Regions from separate parts of the Gossypium hirsutum genome. Here regions 2 and 3 are each linked to region 1. The links are chromatin contacts, called in public Hi-C maps. All regions are on one chromosome and are shown on one strand. The core of a region is the stretch at or near the end of the contact, and the rest is flanking DNA. Distances in the headings are between cores, read along the strand shown.

Region 1 (5,047 bases), core at 1,199-3,698:
GCATAAATTTGATTCATATGGCGCTTTTGGCACAAATGTGATACATTGAACTTTCTCAAACTATAAACGGTATAATACGACAATGAGCCCTTAAAGGTTTATCAAATTTGTCAATGTAGTCTTTTCACTTTAAATTTATATTTAAAATATTAAAAAATATTAGTTACCTTAAAATTATAATTATAATTATTAAAAATAAATGTCAACTTTACGTCAAGCCAGACTTGTAAATCTTTCGCCACTGTATCAAAACAATGTTTCACTCTTGTCAGTTGATTCTTCTTTTTTATCTACTAGATCTAATTCATTAAATATTTCATCTAATGAAAAAATAATAATCCCCTAGAGATTTAGATCATAAATAGATAACAAAATATTAAATAAATTAATCAGAGTCATCCATTCCAATCCAAACCCAAAAGAAATTGGCCTCAAATATATGTAAAAAAAGAAGAATAAATATAATTTAATCTGAGTTAGTAATTGGAATCCCATTTTGTTACATTATATAAATATAATTAACAGAAAGTACAAAAACTTAGAAAGAAGAAGAAAAGGGAGCTTTGATTAATTTGCAAAGCGCAACAAAAACCGTCAAAAAATATTAACGGGAGAATTGCAGGGAGGGGTTTGGTCTAGTCTTCTAAAAGTTGAAATCCTTTTTATTAGTAGTAAAATATGCTGCTCTATTCAGAGCTTGTCATTTTCAGACGTCTGGTGGGAGAATCCAGTGTTGAAGGAGACAACGGTGCTGTTGCTGATTGAATCGAGGATGATGGTGACGATGATGCTGATGATGATAAAGTAGACGGTGGGGATGATGACAGATCGTCATCTCCTTCTCTTTGCTTTCTTTTGTTGATTCCTCTTCTTCTTGCTCTTGCTCCTTCTCTTTGTTCTCCCTCTCTTAACTCTGTGGTCGTGTAATCTATTATGCGTTTTACATCTGATAATTTCACTGGTTTCACTATAAAATCCTCTGCTCCTTCCTCTAAGCATCTGTTTATCAACAATTTCAAGATCCATTATTTTTTTTAACCCAATTTTTTTCAATGATTTAAGGCCATAAAAGTTACTTAAAAAAACAATACCTGTCGATTCGAGCTATAACGTTCTCAGATGACATGATAACAACTGGGATTTCTCTAAAAGCTGAAGATTCCTTCACCTTTTTGAGCAATTCGTAGCCGGTCATTCCAGGCATACAATAATCGGTAATAATCAGATCAACCTTCAGACCCTGAAAATCACAAAAAAAAGCTAACAAATGAGGTCAGAAAAATCAATATCTGGGAAATTTTGTGATGAAATTGCAATTATTATTAGTACTCACATCAAAACCATTCGTTTCTTTCTTTTGAATCTCCTCATCTAATCCCAGGTATTGCAAAGCTCTCCTCCCGCTATCCACTGCCGTCACTGCACAAATCCAAATCCAAACCCCCATTCGATTCAAATCCAAACTAATTAATTTAAAAAAAAAAGTCGAAGAAAAAGAAGGGAATCTGGATGAACAAACCTTTACAAGAGGAAATTCTGAGCAAGCGTTCAATGACTTTCCGATCAACGAGGCTATCATCAACGGCAAGAACATGAACTTCTTCGGTATCAGACGTAGAAAGATCGTAGCCGTCTATCTTCTCCGTCGTCCTCATCCAAGCAACGCCACCGTTCCTGGCCATCTCAGAGACAACAAAATCAAAGAGGGAGATTTCTGTAATGCAAAAAAAGGAAAAAGGGAGAGAAAAAAGAGAAGGGCTTTAATAAACAAGGCTTCCACCCCTGGTTCAATGGTCTGGCATTTTATACGGTGTAATGTTTTTTAAAAGAAAAATGGATATTAAAATATAAAATTTCTCTCGCAAATCAAATCTTTCTCACACTAAGAAATCCCCGCAATCTAATATTTTAATGCAAAAGGAGAGAGGGTTAATAGTCGCTGGGATTCGAAAATCCACTTCGGTGCCCTGCCCCCTGTCCCTTTTCACTTGCCTCTTTCCATTATTTCGTTTAAATATCGTGGTGACAGATAAGATAAATTGGTCAAAATAAAAGAAATATTATTGAGGGACGTGCCAGTGAATGGTCGGAATCGAGCAGGGAAACTGACCGGAGGTCAATGGAGGAAGGCGCCGTCAAATCCGACACATCTCCCGAACCGGCGGCATAAATAACAACAGCTTAAAAATACGTTTCTTTTCTCCCTCTTCAACCGGCTTTGAAAAGACGGATGGAATTGGACAAACAGCATCTTTACTATTTCTAGGAAGGGTGCACACAGATTTTTATTAACAATAACAAAAACATCCAATTTTTTCAAAATTAATAATTACCCTAAGTATAATATTTTAAATTAAAAATTTTATCTTCCTCGTTGCTTGTTTTTCGCAGGTACCACCCCACCTAGTGTTCTGTCCTTTACACTCCCTTTTTTGGTCTATTAATTCTTCTGTATTTATTTAATTACACGTGCTGGGTTTTAACCCTCTCAAACCAATAATGACTTTGATTCTCTTAATACACCATTAATCAACTTTGGTTTCTTTTTAATCACCTCTTCTTCTACCATTCAACCTTTATGTCTTCATGAAAATTATACTGATTTTATATCATTTTTAAATAAATTACATATAAAAATAATTTAATATATTTATTTTTTTAAATATGTATGATTGAATCAAAATTAAAATTTTATATGTATAATTGTATCAAATTTAAGTTCATGAATCAAATTGTACTTTGAATTAAAGTTTATATATAATTTTAAAGTTTATCTCTTTATATATACTTATTGAGTTAGTGTCATTAATCTACATAAGTAAAAAATTATTAAAATATTTTTATTTTTATAAAATAATAAATAATAATTTAAGGGTATTTTAAATAGTTTATTTAATGCCTGTATACCTTGTATAAATATATGATTTACCTAAAAAAAAAATTACCCACAACATGCTATAAAGCTGGTATATATTAACTTCTCTAAAAAGATAATTGAAGAAAAATGGAGTGAGATGGGTGAATATACCAAAAATGAGTAACGAGAATGTGTAAATAAGTAAGAATGAAAAGAGGGAATTAGTTAGGGAATAGAAATTAGAAATTGAAAAGAAGAATGAGAGGATAAGGACATGAAATAGAGGTGATCAAAGGGATTTAGGGAATATTAAAAACGCAGAAATGGAGTTGAAAAGGTAGCCAAAACGACAAGAGAGAGAGAGAGAAGGGAGAGATTTGGGGGAGTCGAAAACAAATCTGGGGGGTGGGGGGGACCAACAAAGCTTTTTCTAATCTTTCGGACTTTTCTTTTATGTTTTGAAAACTGCATATCAAATCTTGGAGATCGCCTTAACCTTGCCTTGAAATCAACAATCATCGGATCCGATCCGATCCTTAACTCTTACCCCGCCTTTCCTTTTTCTCGCCATTTTTTCTTCTCACGATTTGCCTTTTCTACTTTACTTTCTATTCATTCAAGTTTTATTTTCTTTCCAAATTTATTTAAGCTTCCATTCAACCTCTTTTTTAAGGTTTATTAATATATTAAAAAATCTTAAATTATTATCTTTTGTTTAAAACAAGTCAATCTACTTTTTTTTTAATTAAATAAACTCATATTTTTTATTAGTTCACCAAGCTTCATTAATAGAAAATAATATATACACAAATTTCTAGTTAAACATTGATTAGGAAAATTTGGAGTCAAATTTATTTATAAACATTGAAGAGAAGTTATAATATCTAAAAACAAATTTATTACAAAGAAAAACTCCTTTTATTATTCTCTGCTTTGATTCAAGAATTGTCTAGACTTTGATCTAAGATTAATACGGTTGCTTTAAGGGTCATCAAGACTTGACCCGTAAACTAGGTCTGGCGAGATACTTGGTTGAAAATTAGACTTCATTGAATTCAAGGGCTTTTGAGACTTGATGTTGAATCAATTATGTTCACTTCAAAGTTTGTTGAGACTTGATCTTGAAAACAGTTATAGAGAGAATTTGGATTGAAGAGTTTTTGAAACTTGATATTGGATGGTTTAGTTTGCTTCAAGGGTCATCGAGACTTTATTTTAAAAACAAGTTGTTATCTCCTTTATGTTGATGCAAAGAGGCTAACGAGAGCTTTGATCCAAAAGCATTCTAGTCTTGATCTTTGATGGAAGAATGACTTCACTTCTAGGCTTGATCTCGAAGAAAAAAATCGATCAAACAAGATAAAAAAACAACTTTCTCTAGAATGGCTATGTTGTTCTTCAAATTCTTTAGAGATTTCTTGGGATTTTGGAGAAAACTTCTAGTTATCAACATATTCTTTTCAAACTTTGATATCTAAACTCAAAGACTTGTGAACTTGTGAAACTATGTAGAATTGTTTGGTGGTGACCCTCTTTTATAGTAAAGCCAATAAAAAAAAAGATTTCATGTAGGATATAAATTCTTTATATGAGTTATCCATAAAGACTAAACTCTTTTATTTATAGTTATCTCTTATTAATTTAATTAATTAGAAATAAAATAATCATTTAAAATAATAACTTAATTATTTTAATTTAATTAGTGATCATTTATTTTTTTAATTTTTTCTTAATAATTTAAATTAATTAGAGAAAATAATTATGATATCATCATTTTCACCAATGGTAATTTCGGTCAAGGTTTTCAAAAATAGATATGATAGTTGAACCAATCAGACCATCGATTCACCCGGTTTAATTGAATAAATTATTAAAAATAAGAAAAATAGAAAATAACTTATCCAACTAATTAGTTCTTAGTTTATAGTTCAATCGGTCCAACCCCTTATTCTGGATCAATACCTCGACCGATTCTTAACCCAACCAGTTTGACTGGTTGTCCGACTCTGAAAATAATTATTTTAGCTTGATCCATGACGATTTTACCTTGACACATGACACTTTATAACTAGTTCGAAAATTTCTTTATCTACAAATAAATTACAAAAAGCTGATGAGAATTAGAATAAAACAACAACAATAACAACCAAAAAAGGAAAGAAAAAGGGGAAACACCCTAATTATAATTTT
Region 2 (5,047 bases), core at 1,887-4,386, 330 kb after region 1:
TAAATATGGACCCAACATAAACAATTAAAAGAAAAAAAGTAGTTTCAAGTGTGAATGGTATTAAATTAAAAAAGAGAAAAGATGTTTTGAGTTATATCAATATCATTTTAGTTTGGATTCATTTTCACGTTTAGTTATAAAATCAAAATTGTTAAAAGTTAATAATAATAAAACCAAATTCCGTAATCGGATGCTGAAAAAGAGAGGGAAGAAGTAAAAGCGAGAGCCCCACTACAATTATATGCTATGACAGAGACAGAGAGCATCATCATGTGCGATATATGATGGTCGTTTGGTATAAAGGAAAAAAGCAGATCAGATGAGTGGGGTGTCGAGGAATTGATTATAGCTTTTGTAATAAAAACACCTTTGACATTTCCTATCCCTCCTTGAGTTTGAATGATAAACACACAATATACTGAGATTCCATCTTCTTTACGTATCAGGATTTCCAGCCACATTGGCGTGATTCATAAGCAAACAGCAGTTGGATTTATATACACTGTTCCAGTGTTTTACTTAAATCACTCCACTAAATACACAACAAATTCCCTTCTTGACTTGAGACTCTTTACAAAACCCAAAAACAAAGAAAAAACACCCAAGCCATTATCTAAACATTAACCTACGCTCCTCTCTCCTTATTTCTATTCAACTTACTCTCACATACTTACAAGACACCAAGTTCTTTTTTCATTACATACAAACAACCCTTTATCCATATATTTACACTAACAAAGGGTTCTTTGCTTTTTTCTCTTCAGTCACTTACAATTTCAAAATTCCCTTCTCTGTTTTGGTAGCTCCTCTTGTTTTATCTATGTACTCTTTTGTTGATAGAAATGGGTTCTAAGCCAGTGCAAAACAATCAAACCCCTCCACTCTCACTGCTGGTTTGTTACCAAAATTGGCCCGAATACACCCTCCTTTCCTTGAAGATGATGACGGAGACGAAGGAGGAGGCGGATTTGGAGACGGCGGGTTGACCATCTTCTCATCCCCAAATCGAGCATCCTGTATTAATGGGTTAGCTACTCTACTCGGCGGCGACCCACAAAAAAATGGGGGCGACGACGCTACTTGTTCTGCTCTACAACCACCCTGCCAAATTCCAAATTCATCAGATAATTTTTTTTTTATGAGAAACCGTATACAACAGATTAACGGATCTTCTCGTAGATCAACACTTTGGAAAACCAGAACTATGTTCTTCTAGAAACTCTTTAGTTGGCTCACTAAACTAACGGTTAAAATTTTAAATGGTCCCCCCCCCCTTTGCAAAAGACATTTCTGGCATCGAGACTCCGCCATTGCCCCAAAGCTAAGATTTTTTTTTATTTTATAATTTATGATAATTTATTGTTCCTTAGAATAAGACAACTAGAAATAAACACCTAAATACGTGTAGATTATTTTTAAAAATAAACAAGGAGAAAGAAGCATGGGCATACCTTTGTAAGAATCATATCCAAAATATCACTCCCTGCTTTCGAATCACAAAGCTCAGTTTGATGGCTGAAAAACATTAAAAATATTTGTTAGTACTCTATCTCTGCTGTAATTTGTTTATTTATTTATTTTTGAGAGAGAGAAGGTTAAAAGTTGAAGGGAATAAGGGAAAATTACCTAAGTTGCCATCTGAGGGACCGAACTGGCTGGTCGTTGAAAGAGGCGTTTAAGAGACCCAAACGACGTGGTTTTGGGCAGACCATAGTCTCTCTCCGATCCGTAACCATAACTGAAACCGAAATAGAGCTCTGCAACTCCTCACAGCTGCTTCCAATAGCGTTCTGTTGGATGGCACGCTGCTTCATCTTTTCCCCTTTGACGTTTTTTTTATATTATTAACAATTAATATCCCTATTTAACATAAAACAGAAACTTAATTGAACAGAAACCAAAATTCAACCGTAGCCTTCTTCCGGTGTATTTCTAACATTAAATTCCTACAATAATGATAAAATCAGTTCTAGATCCGTAGATCTACAGGAGCAAAACAAATTAAATATTAAAATAAATAGATCTAATTGCAATTCGGAGCCGGAAAAAAACAAACGGAGCTTAAAGATGTTAATTATAAGGAAAAAAAATAAGCTTAAATTCCCAAAATTAGGTTTCGTAAGGAAATGATTCAGATCGAGGAAGAAATAAAGGAAATCTTGAGAAGACCTTGTTTGAAACGATGAAAAATTGAGGGGGAAAGAAAGAAGGCAGAGGCGAAGAGGTAATGGAGAGAAAGTATAATACCTTTGTTTCTAACTGTACAGCTGCGTTGAGAAACTGTTGGAGTAGGTAGTAAAATATAAACAGAGAAAGAAAATGAAGTAAAGTTAGGCGAGAGAAAAAAGAAGGATAGCGGAGGAAAGGTCCGGTGTGCTTTATAGATGAGAAGGAGAAAGAGAAATTAGGAAGGAAAAAAAAGAAAAGAGGGAAGAGACGAGAGAATCACGAAAATTGGAATTAAAATAAAGTAAATTAAGGTAAATTAAATAAGAAAAGTCGTAGGGGAACGTGGCAACAATACAGCTAAGAATTGAAAATAAAAAATAATTTTATTGAAAGAAAAAGAAGAAGTAGGGTGTACTTAAATAGTAAAAGGCTTCTGAAAAGAAAAAGTGAGAAATAGTAGAAAGGTTTGAGCTCATTTTCATTTTTCAAAATTTTGTTTGAAACTGATTTATGTTTCATTTTTAAATTAAAGTTTAATTATTTTTTAAGTACAATTATAAATTTAATTATTTATATATTTTTTATATAAATACTTAAAATTACTCATAAGAAGATTAATATGTTTTTACACGCTTAAACTCATATTAATTGATAATATATATACATATTTAAACCAAAATAAACTTTAAAAAAATGCATACTAAAACTTAAAAATTTCAAAATTTCAAAATTTTTTTATTTAATAAAATTAATTTATTAAGTAAATCTTATCTCAAATATTAAAATTCATTGACACTGGATAGAAGAAAAAAAAAAGAAAACATGGCAACAATCTCGTTACACTCTTTAGTCCAACTCGCATTGATTATATATAAAATTTTTAAAAAGAAAAGAAATGAGAAATTGTATAATAAAAATCAGAAAAAGCGGTGCCTCCCGCGAGAAATAACATCGGAATTAGCACCCCTTTTAAAGTGTAACAATAGGCATTAAAAAAACTATATAAAAATCTTTAGAAATATCAGCGGACCAAATAGTACCACTGACCTATCAGTATATTTCCCCAACCGACTTGCTTTGCGTCGTGGGCTTGTAGATCCAAACCCTACTTGCTATGTGAATTCGACACGTGTTCCTTGTTCTTTATTTCAAAATTTCTGATGTTTTGGAACGTGGTCGGCATGACTGATGAGCCTGCTCTCTCTTTTTCTTTTTCTTTTTAATTTTATTTTTGGGTAAAAATAAAATGTACCGTGTTTTCAGTTCCTACTGAACCGCTATGTTTGGATCTTATTATTGCCGTTTCAGATCCATCCTCCATTTAATATTTTATTTAAATAAATTATTTCTTTCATTTTTAAAAACTTTTAAAAATATTTAGGTAAAACTTTTAATTTTAATTATACGAATATATAATAAAAATTAAAAATAATATATGTAGAACTAATTAACATTAGAACAAATTCAATACAAAATAGAATAAACATAAATTAAAATAAATTTAAGCATGATTCATAAAAGTGAAATACCATTTAAATTTAAATTAAAACAAATTTATATGGTCAAATTTAAATCTAAAATAATTGTCTTTTCCTTAACATTTACCAATGTTAAAACCCAAATATAAAGATTTTATTAGTAATTTGTTCATAAATATAAAACTTTGAGTGAATTGAGTTTTAACTCAGTTGATATTAGTATTATTATTAATTTAAGAGGATATAGATTTGAATAGTTGAAACATATCATTCTCTTATTTAAATATTGAAGAGAAATTATTAATAATTTTAAGTATTATATAAAAAAATAAATACTAAAAATCATGATACTACACTCGTATAAGAAAAAAAATGTTAACTCATACGAATCCATGTCAATATGTCGTCCCATGAATAAAAGAGACATTATTGAAGATTATACCAAAAAAGAAAGTCCTCAAAATCATGTAATCCAAGTCAAACCTCGTCAACTTACAGCTTTCTTCCTAACAAATTGGAGAATTTTATTTATCATAAAAGCAACATAAACCATTACTGCTTCTACAAGGAGGACATAATGAGACATCGTTGGTATCCCAAAATTAAAGTTTGAAAATATCTTTAATATCGTTACAACATAAAATATAAGACATTGTGAAAGTGCATAAAGCCTTGATGATCGATCTTTATAGATAGATAAAGGCTAAGCATGGGCATTAAGTTACTATTTTATTAAGTATTTTGATAGTCATGTATGTCAACTTAAGATATTGTTGGAGCAAATTCAGATGAGTTAGATTAAGTGTTAGTTAGAATGTAATAAATTGATCGATGTTCTCTCTTCCCAAAACTAAGATGTTGTGGTGAGGCTATGTATTATTAGGTTAATATACTGGTTAACTATTTTGGCAAGAGGCCGCGTGGCTCACTATGCTTGTATGAAACAAATCCTGCACTTAAAAATTAACATCCACACGACCAGGAGGACAGACTGTGAGTGACACACAGCCATGTAACAACTCGTGTCCCAGACCATGTGTAGCCTAAAAACTTCATAAACAAGCCAAATTTTCAACCCTTTCTTAGGTATCAAGTCAAATCAATATCAACTATTTTCATGCCTTCAAAACACATTCAAAACATGCTTGAAACATACCAAAACATCCAACCTAAGTGCCTAACCAATGTGCCTTCATTGGCACTACATTTCATACACCAAACTAATTCACATTCAAGGATCTCAAGTGTAATAGCCCGTTTTCAGTAAAATCGGAACAGTGGTTTCGGGACCACAAATCCGAAGTCAAAAAAAATTATTTTAATATTATTTTATAGTCTTTGGTATGATAGAAATGACATATAAAAATTTTGGTAAGAAAAAATTTATCGATTATAAATTT
Region 3 (5,047 bases), core at 925-3,424, 270 kb after region 1:
AGACACTTTGATGAAGTGCATGCTAAATGCACCTAACACTTTTTATAAGGTGCTAGGCAGAAAAGGATCGCCTGCCTGAAGTTCTCTTTAACAATTAAACATTTATTGTGTTCAATTAACTGTATCTTTACCAGTAAAAAAGGGAATGATGAGCTGCATATTGGCCAATAAAAGAAAAAGAAAATCTAGCATGTTTGTGGGATAATTTATACCACTTGTTAGAGTTTATTATCATAATTACATGTCTTAAGTTTTCTTTTTATAAATACACAAAGCTACAAAAATATACAGACATATATACTTGTTGTTCCCAACTTCATGCAGGAGGGCTTTTTTTACACCTTGAACCTCAAGCAATATAAAGGTTCTAGCACCTAGATTGTGCCTTGGGCTCTTGGCATCACTGAATGCAACAGTAAGAAAATCAGAGATAACCATCAGGCAAAATAATTCTTCAGAAAGTAGATGCATGTATAGCTTACCTCAAAACCAGCAGTGTCATACTGGCGTCTTTTATCCGGATCAGACAATATATTATAAGAAAATGTAACCTCCTTGAACATATCAGCTGCAACAGGATCATTTCCATTCTTATCAGGATGGTACCTGAAAGAGCTAAGATTAGCATTTATAGCACAGCCGCCTGAATACAGCAAGTTTTTTGAGTGTATAACCAGAACTTTATATGCTTAATGTCAAGAGATGTCCAACGTGAACTATCTGAAAAGTAGTCCATGCCATACATTGTCTGTCCCAAATCACATATTTCATTTGTCATAGCTGCTTGCTGGAAAGGAGCATCATCAAGGCAAATAAACCATTCTGTGGACACATGTTGGAAACAATCATTTGGATACTTTAGTTATGGTTTTATCTGTTGTTTGACAAGTATTCCGGATATCCAACCAGTCACTAAAGGCCAGCGTTATTCTGCTTCGAATGCTTATCCCTGCACAAGCATGGTATAGGACACCTGATCTAAGCAAAATCTGTTGTCTAACTGGCAAATACCAACACTAAAAATCTGAAGCTTGGCCAAGTCCTCCACAGCTATTGCTATATGTTGATAAATGACTCTCCTACACACTATCATTGGGAAGGCAAACCATCACACCGAACCCCAATCACTCATAAATCTCCAGTTATGGTTCGAAAATGCCATCCAAATTCCGGTTCTAAATACTTGGTATACTCCACGTACGCAAGTGAATTTACCTTATAATTAACCATAGTTATCAATATGCTCAAACTAGTGTACCCTGATGTACCCTAAAGAAATCACTAAAAACTCTTAACAAAAACACCAAGAATTCGAACATAGGAACACCTTTAAACTTATAAAGGAAAAAGACCGAAAATTTACAATTAAAATTTTTTTTAAAAAAAAAGGTAAGAAAAACTAAACATACTTGAGAGCCATTTTTCTGTACGCGCTCTTAATTTCCTGATCCGTAGAGTTTCTCAAGACCCCAAGCACCTCATAAGGATCTCGACGAAGATGCTTCGCCATGCCATCGTTTTTCTCCGACTTGGATCGATGTGGCGGCATTTTTCTGTAGACACCACCAAACAAAAAACTAAACCGGAAAATTGTTCTATTTTAAGGTAAGAAACCCTAGAAATCCAAAACCTTAAACTAAATTCCAAAAACGGAATGGAAATTAACTCCCTTATGTCTCCACCACATTTCAACAAAGTAGGAGACTTTTTTAGGGGTTAAGAAGCGAAAAAGGAAAGATTCAGGTGCATTGAGAAGAGAAGATAGAAAGAGGAAACTCCATGGGACTTCCAAGCTGGAGGTTTGATAGAGAGAAGAGAAAGAAAGAGGAGGAAAAATTGGAGGGGAAATTAATTAGGTGCAATGTTAATATTTTAACATATTCATTTTTTAAATTTAAATTTGAGACAACCTATATCGTCATTGGTTTATAAATATTTTCAAAAACCAAAATTCAATGGCTATGCGTTTATCTGAACAGTACCATTGCAGTATGGAGATTGCACACTGCGCACTGCAGTCTGCAGTCTGCAGTCTGCAAACGCATATCTGCTTGCATTGGCACGTGTCATGGGATCGAGGAGCACGTGGGTGCGCAATGCGCATAATTTGCATTCCTCGTTGAAGCGGGATTTTGAAAAACATGGAAATTGTTTTTTTATACAAAAAAGAAAGTGAAATTGTTTAATTTTATTATTTAAATTATTGGATTATAAAAATAATTACAAATATAATTAAAGGTACCCACAAAATTACTTAAATATATATATAAATTAAACAAAATCATGAAAAAACATAAGATGTTGAAGTTTTTATAGCACAAATTACTAGTTTATTAAAAATTATATAAATACATAAATTACCGAACCTAATTCTCTCAATTGCAAACAGTGAATAATGATCTTGTTGCATGATTTAGAATCATCCGATCACTAACTTGCAGATTATTCTTATTCCCATTGAAAATCCTTTTATTTCCTCTACTTTGATTTTAAATTAAGATTTATATCTTATAAGCATTGGAGGTTCTATGGTGTAGTGGTTAGCACTCTGGACTTTGAATCCAGCGACCTGGGTTCGACTCCCGGTAGGACCTTTTTTGTTCACCTTAAAATGCGATATTTAAAAGAAAAATGGTTATTAATTTTATCATAATTCGGTTATTGGAGTAAAATTTAAGTGGCTTTCTATTTTTTCATAATTTTTTTATGATTAATATTTTAACAATCACCGTTATATTTCATGCTCTAGTTATATAAATTATATATGTCAAGTTTGATATAAATTAAAAAATTTTAACTATTTATTTTATGAAAAAAAGACTTTCAATTATCAAATATATGTTATTATAAACAATACTTTAGATTGATATGATGTAGATACTGACTCGATTAAAAATTTTGCATGCATGATAAGTACAAATATTTTAAAAAAATTCAACTATTAGATCGTTAAAATATTAATAGCATAAAAAAGTTATCAATGGTGTAAAACAACTTAAGTTTTACATTGTATAAGTGAATTCCTCCCCATAATTTTTTGAATGTTTATAATTTATATTTATAATTGTGATTATGCCTATAATTATATAATTGTTTGATCAAAACCAATCTAATCTTCAAGTATAGTTGCTATTGGTAGGGCTGCAAATGAATCAAGCTTGAACGAACAACCCTTTGTTCATGTTCAATTTGTGTTCGTTAAAAATTTTAAATTTTTTGTTCATGTTCGTTTATTTAAATTTATGTGTGTTCATATTCGTTTGTTTAAAATTCACGAACATTAAACAACATGTTCATGAACATATAATTGAAAATGTTCACGAACAATATTAATGAATAATAAACAAACATATAATAAATAAATACATACACACAGATATTATTTCAATATTTTTATAAGAAAATATCATTAATAAATAAACGAGTCATAAACAAGCTTATAAACGAGCCAATAAACGAGTTTATTCGTGAACATAAACGAACCGAACACACGTATGTTGGTATTCACTCATTTATTAAACAAATATAAAAATTTTGTTCATACTTATTTATTTAGCTTAGTAAACGAACGTTATACAAGTGGTTCATCGAACATTTTATTCATTTACACCCCTAACTATTAGTTTTCAAAGCCGAACTTCCATATATCTATAATATCAATATTATTAAAAGCTCAAAGATTTTAACATATACATGAATGTTGAACTAATTTTATAAACTCATAATAATACATTTTGAAATATTTAAATCAAATCTATTAAATTTAAAATGATTAAAATTATATTTATTAAGATGTTAATCCATCACATTTTAAAATATACAAATGTACCATTATAAAATTATGTTGCTTCAAAAATATTACACTTCAGTTTAAACATGGCAAAATTGTGAAATCAATAGCCGACAACATAAAATGATTGTTATATAAATTTTTTTAATAATTTTATTATATGTTTTTGATTATATTTGGCTTTTTTATTAAAATAGCACAATATCTAAAATTATCTATAGCCTTCTCCAACCATAAATATGAAGATAATATGTTTTAGCACACTCGATCCCACATCCTCCTACACTGATAACAATGCTCATGCCAATCAAACTAAGACTTAATCGACAAATTTTAATATTTTTATTTATTCAATGATAGATGAAAAAATGATAAAATAATAATACAGTAATTTATAATATATATATATAATAATTTTAAAAAACATGAAAAACATTTGAACTAAAAGAATAAAAGTATAAAGATAATTGAAATAATGAAATAAACAATGAAAAAAATTATTAAAATAGATGGAGGATTAAAAATAAAAAAATCGTTATTAATAAGAACAATTTTATTTCACTGATTAATTATAAAAACGGATTGATGATTATATCTAGAAGATATATTTATACAATTTTTTTATAGCAATATTCCGTTAAGCAAAATTTGTAGATGTTGACTTAATATTTAGGCATTTAAAGGCAAATTACACAATTATTGACCAAAAAAACTAATTACATGGTTATTTAAAAGGGTAGAGTTAATTATACAATACATCCCTAAACTATTATCTTCGTTTTAAATTAGTCTTCAAACTTTAAACATTCTAATTAAATCCTCAAACTATTGAGGTTATATCAATAAAGCTCTTTTGTTACTAAAATCAATAATTTAACTGTTAAATTAGATGTCATATCTCATGTGACATAATTTATAAAAATATTGGTGTTGAAGTTTTCGAAACTTTTACAAAAGTTTTATTGTTCATTCACTCGATCTTTTTTTTTTGGTTTTTACTTTTAAAAGTTATATGACAACATTTTAATTTTCTTTAAAATTCTTATTTTAAATTATGACACAATATCAATAACTTAGATGTCAGATAATGGTTAACGATTTTAATAATGAAAGGACTTGATTGACACAATATCAATAACTTAGAGATGTAATTAGAATGTTATGAAATTTAAGGATTAATATAGAATATGATGCAATTAACTCTCAAAGGTTGTTATGTTTGTAATTAACTGTTATTAAAATTGAAATGGCAATTAA

Evidence for each region. Hi-C and Micro-C count contacts between places; a contact is called where the count stands out from the background.
Region 2: a Hi-C map of leaf shows a contact between it and region 1, with 1.7 times the contacts expected there. The contact joins the promoter of LOC121228187 here to the promoter of LOC107899007 in region 1. A contact is called at or near these places in 7 of 34 Hi-C or Micro-C datasets (callus, hypocotyl and leaf).
Region 3: a contact with region 1 is called in a Hi-C map of leaf, with 3 times the contacts expected there. The contact joins the promoter of LOC121228189 here to the promoter of LOC107899007 in region 1. A contact is called at or near these places in 12 of 34 Hi-C or Micro-C datasets (anther, callus, hypocotyl and 1 more).

What each region holds. Positions count from the first base shown.
Region 1 is chrA04:80,401,290-80,406,336 of Gossypium_hirsutum_v2.1, reverse strand. LOC107899007 (two-component response regulator ARR5) reads right to left here and starts at 2,448. Exons shown (of 4, transcript XM_016824595.2): 1 at 1,520-2,448; 2 at 1,334-1,419; 3 at 1,092-1,240; 4 at 463-999. The coding sequence starts at 1,682. The coding sequence ends at 687.
Region 2 is chrA04:80,069,191-80,074,237 of Gossypium_hirsutum_v2.1, reverse strand. LOC121228187 reads right to left here and starts at 3,136. Exons shown (of 4, transcript XM_041111452.1): 1 at 2,248-3,136; 2 at 1,627-1,860; 3 at 1,452-1,515; 4 at 474-1,101. The coding sequence starts at 1,814. The coding sequence ends at 850.
Region 3 is chrA04:80,135,997-80,141,043 of Gossypium_hirsutum_v2.1, reverse strand. LOC121228189 (chaperone protein dnaJ 16) reads right to left here and starts at 2,174. Exons shown (of 12, transcript XM_041111456.1): 1 at 1,410-2,174; 2 at 483-606. The coding sequence starts at 1,549. It overlaps TRNAQ-UUG (transfer RNA glutamine (anticodon UUG)), which reads left to right and starts at 2,523; the gene lies at 2,523-2,594.